Regions from separate parts of the Gossypium hirsutum genome. Here region 2 is linked to region 1. A link is a contact called in public Hi-C data. All regions are on one chromosome and are shown on one strand. Each heading gives the region's core, a stretch centred on a gene start, on an enhancer-like site or on the middle of the called end of the contact. The rest is flanking DNA. Distances are from core to core; before and after follow the strand shown.

Evidence for each region. A called contact is a pair of places that touch in the nucleus more often than the background predicts.
Region 2: a contact with region 1 is called in a Hi-C map of leaf, with 1.7 times the contacts expected there. The contact joins the promoter of LOC107908474 here to the promoter of LOC107908476 in region 1. A contact is called at or near these places in 2 of 34 Hi-C or Micro-C datasets (hypocotyl and leaf).

Annotation. Positions count from the first base shown.
Region 1 is chrD02:43,219,520-43,222,593 of Gossypium_hirsutum_v2.1, reverse strand. It overlaps LOC107908476 (transcriptional corepressor LEUNIG_HOMOLOG), which reads right to left and starts at 1,533. Exons shown (of 18, transcript XM_016835654.2): 1 at 1,118-1,533; 2 at 946-1,002; 3 at 733-830. The coding sequence starts at 977.
Region 2 is chrD02:43,365,362-43,368,435 of Gossypium_hirsutum_v2.1, reverse strand. LOC107908474 (26S proteasome non-ATPase regulatory subunit 1 homolog A) reads right to left here and starts at 1,597. Exons shown (of 13, transcript XM_016835651.2): 1 at 1,385-1,597; 2 at 443-512. The coding sequence starts at 1,539.

The DNA.
Region 1 (3,074 bases), core at 284-2,783:
AGTCATTCAAAATAATTCCCCTCTACTAACAATATGCTGTATTAGTTACAACATAACCAAGCAACTAGAGTAAAATTTAACCGTTAATTTCAATGAAAAAATCACCGATCATTAATTTGAAAATTAATAAAGCACCTTTCTCCCACCTAATATTAGACACGGACTTGGATATGATATCTGACACGTGCAAATCACTTTCAGCGAGTTTTACAGTAAAGTTCAGAATCTAGGTGTCATACCCATGTAACTTTGAAGCGCCAACATGTGTAACGCAGTACTTTAAGGTAAAATAAAGAATGCAAGCAACTTAGGCTAAATATATATATATATAAACTCCATATTTCCTTTCCACGGAAAAGAATTTCAGTCGCACAATTTCATCAATTAACTAAAACTAGGACATGAAAATCTGGATTTGAATTTCATTTGCTATATAAATTGTGGGAACAAATACATACATTATATAAGAATTAGTTAAGATTCAATATGATTAGATATTTGAAAGGTATAAAATATGAATTTCAAATTGACAAATATCTAAGGTCATTTAAAATTCACACCTAAATAAACATCTGAAAACCCATGATTTTGAAAATTAATCATGAATGTTAAATTTAAAAGTGTATTTATTAAATAATTTACACTATTTTTAAAATCCAAATCCATCTCTGGAAATCCAAGTTCCCAAATGCAACCTATATGAATTTATACTCAGTCAAAGCTAAATCTTACCTACTGGATCCGGGGCGACTTTCCCTTCTGTCATGAAAGACTTTGCAGTGGTATGCAATTTTTTCTTTACCAAATAATCATAAATATAGACATCAAGCCTACAGCCAAAAAAAAAAAAAAAGGAACTTAACTAAGCTAAAAAAATTTAAAAAAATTTGCCAAAAAAAACTAAGCTAAAATTAGAATCAATTTTCTGAAAGAACATAAGAGTACATCTTATCTGCTTCCCAATTACTCTGCGCCATCGTTTCAGCCACAAAAATCAATTAACTGTTCAAAAAAAGAAAAAGAAAATTATAAAATTGATCGAAAGCAAATTTAAATACTCAATTTTATCATAAAAGTTATAAATTAAGTACGGCACTGATATTTTATCGAAACTAACCTTAAAGGGGCGGATTCAGACGGATCAAAGCCTACATTACCATTCTTGAGCTCATGAAGAAGCGATCTTTATTGATCAATCGTTGGTTTCCGCATTCAATAATAAACAATTCCAAAATTTCATAAGTTTCTTTAAAGGATCTTGAAATTGATGAGTTAATGGAGTAGAAAAGAGTTATGACCTTTCCAATCCAATCCAGAAAAAAAAACAAAAAATAATAAATTAGGGTTCTTTTTTATTGGGAAAAAAAGGTTTCTTAGCTCAAAGTTATAATTTTCCGACAGAAGAAAAAATATAGGGACATTTTGCTCAAGATCCGAAGCTGAGATTTGGATGCTTGGTGTGGACCAAACCTGAGGCTTGAATCTATAAGCTTAGCAGATGGTGCTTAGAAGTTATGCGCTGGATAATAAGTTGAGACGTGGGTCTAAAATTTGAGTATTTTGGATAAAATATTAGATTTAAAAATTGATTTAGACAAAATAAAATTATATTTGTTTAAAATATAGGTTAAACTCAAGTTTGAACCTTCAATGTTTAAGTTGATTCAATTAAGTCTGCTTTTAAATTTGCAAATGTTTTATATTATATTACTATAATATAAAAATTAAAAATATTAAGATAACTAACTATAAAAATTTAATAAATATATATAAAATTATTAAATATTAAATTAAAAATAATATAAATGTATTTTTAAGAAAAATAATATGGACGGACCTAAAACGGGTTTGAATTAATTATTTATAAGTGTAGGTAGATTTGGACAAAATTTGAAGTTCATATTTCGAGTCAGGTTAAACTTGTACAAACATAAAGTGTATTAATATTATGCCTAAACTCGACCCGTGAACACATCTAATGGTGGTGTCCATTTTCTCCCTTCTTCACTTAAGACATTAGCTAATGAATCGTGTAATTTCCAATTAAAATTTGGCTAAAATGAATTTGAATATTTTATTTTATTATTTAAAATAAAAATATAAAAATCAATTTTGCTATTTATATATTTTTATAATAGTATTTATCTATAATTTATAATCTATATTTATAATATATTTATAATTCTATAAAAGCACCACGCTATAGAAATTTATGAGCTAAAGAGAATATTTATTATTGTTAATTATATTATTAATTTAACATTAGAATAATAATTTATTAATATGATTATATGATCATGATTAAAGTAATATTAATAAATATAATTTTATAATAATGTGAAATTAATTAATTTTATCATTCTACTTAAAAACATCATATAATATAAAATCATTGAGCATAATTGGATAAATTAAAAATAATAAAAAATTCAAATTTTTAATTAAATAAATATAATTTTTAAATATAAATATGATTTTATTTTAAATATGATAATAATTAATATGTTAAAATATTTTTTTTATAATTAATAAAAATTAAATATGTGATATTAACATTATATACATTAAAAGATAATATCAACAAATTGGTAATCTAATATATAATGTATAAAGTTATTAATTATTAATTTTTATATCAAAAATCAAAAGAAAATAAACATATTTTATAATTAAATTAAATATTACTTTTTTTATGCATACTTATTGCAACAGTTTGATTAGAAACAAATCTCATCTTAACGAATAGTATGACTCATATCTATTTAAGAAGTCATAATAAGAAAATTTAACAATTGAGAATTAGTATTTTATATTATTCTACCTTTTGTAAAATATATAAAATCAGTAATATAATATAAAATAATTATAATTATAATTATAATTATAATTATTTGTTAGCTCAATAAATCAAACCGAAATGGCCAAGAGGGGAGTGAATTGGCTTTTTTTAAAAATGTGAAAGCTAGAAAGAAAATTGAAAGATGAACACGATAATTTAGAGTGGTTCGGCCCCAATTTCCTACTCCACTACCTTAACTTTCCACAACTAAAGATTTTCTCAAATTCACTATTTT
Region 2 (3,074 bases), core at 348-2,847, 150 kb before region 1:
TAGACAGAAAGTATATACTTCTATTACTTCTCAGTTACAAATTGTAAACACAATTCAAACAACATTCCACAATCAAACTGCAACATTGTTTTGACATGATAAGTTACCCAATGAAAGTTATAGTATCCAAAAGTTTGTATACATAAACATACATATAAATATATATTTGGTCCATAATAGGATATGTTAAATAAGATTTTTTCCATTAATCACTCAGAAGTGAACATTTGTTGGGTGCTAAAATTTGCTAAATCAACAATATTGGTTAAGAAACTTGTCCCAAACATGCAAAGAATCAGATTTTGTAGTTCTGATTTTATTTTCCCATTTCCATAAAGAAATCAGTAGCTCAATTTCCCGGAAATATGCTAGTTATATGCATTCACTCATAAAACATAAGCATGCTTATAAAAACAGACTGAGAGGAACAAGAGAAGAGGACCTTTGAGACAAGCAGCGCAGCAAGTTGTCTCTGATGCTGGTCGAATTCTTCATCTTCATACAAGCTTTCTCTGGAAACCACAAGTTTAATATCAGCATTTAAGCACGGAACTCGTGCATGCAGTGCATTACTTTAATTTGAATCACTCCACCACATAAAACTTAAATAAACTATCTAAGAATTGAAAAACGTGATACATAAATTTAAAATAAGCTGAAGGTGGATGAATGAAGATAAACCTAGAGACATCCCCCTCCAGTATATCTGTCAATATTAGCTACGACATAGAAAAAAAAACTAAAATATAACAAAAGCCACAACATGAACAAATGAATGCCTCAAAATATAAATATACAACATGATATATTAATTATCAAATTTTATATAAATATAAAATACCTTAAAACACAACCATGACACGACATACAAGAACACAAATCAGACACAATTTACCATGTCTACCCTTAGGCCCCTAGCCAAAATGAATTGATCTAGTGTAAAATTTTGAAAATCACCGTTTCCATTTTTTTATTCACTCAAAAGTTATAACTTCTTAAGTAAACAAATCAGTACCCACACAGCACAACAATTGCTTTTAGTTCTTCCTAATCTGAAACTTGAAAATTTTTGTACAAACAAGCTAGCCTGACTAAAGCAATCAATTATCACATAAGCAAAACTGCAATAATTAAGTTGAACCCCTTTTGCAAGGTAAAACCTAATTCCAAAACCATAAATTAAAACAAGCCTAATCTCCATACGTAGCAAAAATTTCAAACTAGCGCACTTGCAAAATTCAAACTAATTCACAGTAAACATCAACAAAAGTTTTCTTCACTCCGTTTTCCTTAAAACTACCCACAACCAATCAGATCAAAATAACCAAACCGCAAACCCTAACAAAAAGAATAAGAAAAAAATACAGAAAGTAATAAGTATTACATTATAGGAACGCTGGTGGAGATCTCTGGCCAAAATTGGTCCACGAAGCTGACAAGATTAGAGAGAGCATGCAACTTCAGCTGAGGATGGCTCTCATTGAGCATCGCCAGTAACCCTCCAGCGGAGCTGACCATCGTCGCCGCTGCCGCCGCCATTACTATTTCTCCCAAAAATAAAAAACCCTAACTTTCTATAATTAATGGGGGCCGGCTTTCGTCAATAAAAGAAGGGTAAATTGGAGATTTTACTTTTGAAATTTTGTCGTAAAAGATAACCTGTAGTAATTTACTTTCTTATCAATTTAATCCATGTATAATTTTAAAGTAAGTAAACTTCAATTATTTTTGTTAACTAGCTTCTAATGTCACTAACTTTTAAATATTATATTTTTAATTACAAAATTAATGAAATTGTGAATTAAATTATAATATTTTTAAATGTATAATAATTATCTTTTTAATGTATAATTATCATATTTTTTTATTTTACTTCATCTTTTTTATTTTAAAATGTAAATTTAATAATATGATAAAAAATAAAAAGTAATCTCATCTGTTCAAAAAAAATTTCAAACTCATACTTTTAAATATATATATTGTAGATAAATAAGCTATATGATAAAGGAACAATTTAGTCCATCAAAATAAATTATGGGTGAAAAATTCATATAACAATTTTTTTAGAAAAAAGGTAAATTCTACTGTAACACCCCAAAATGTTTCAATTTTCTTACGAGACTTTTTCAGGAATTCGATAAGAAAATTCAATTTTGGTGGATTCAACAATTTTTGAAAAGTTGTGAAACCTTAGAAAAACATATTAAGTCATTTTTAAAGTTTCGAGTTTAATCAAATACAAATAGGTGTTGAGAGGTTAAATGATAATTTTATCACCAAAGATATTATAATCATTTGGAACTTAAATATGATTAAATATTAGTACCTATGAGAGAGTGTGATGATAAATTTACTTTTAGATAATTATAAGCTCTTTTTACATTAAATTTTTTTCTTCTTTCGACATTTTTGCCAAACTTTTTTATTTTAAATATCATAAAACAAATAAAAGGGGAAAATCTCCATACTAGCCATTCTAGTAGCCAATCATTACAACACAGGAAGAGAAGCTTTCATTATTCTCTTCTCTTCTTTTCATCTCTACTTATTTCCTCTTCAAATTTTCACTATTTTTCCTCTATTTCTTACAAAAAGCCTTTACAAAAGTTACATTTGAGCTAAAACTTATCATCATCTACATCATGCTATCACTTAGAGTTTATGAGCTTATAGTAAAAAAGTTTAGGGCTTTGGTAAGAACTCTTCCTATTTTAGTATCTTAGCATTTTATTTCATGTTTACTTGCTTTGAATGAGTTGTTGAGCCATTAATATGATCATTTAATGACATTAGTAATATGAGTAATTTTTATTTGTTATTAAAGTAGATGAGGTAGAATGAGAAGTTACAAGAAAATGTGCAAAGGAAAGCTTGTAGATTGAAGGAGGAAGAAGAAATTCACCTCTTTTTGCTTATTTTGATTGGTAAGATCTTTTGGAAATAAAAACTATCATTTACTTTTATTATGATATTTTAACTATATGTATACTAATAATAGCAATGAGAATTGTGTATTAATTGCATGTATCTTAAAGTAAACAAATGTTAGTGTTGAGAATTATGCAATGTTCATA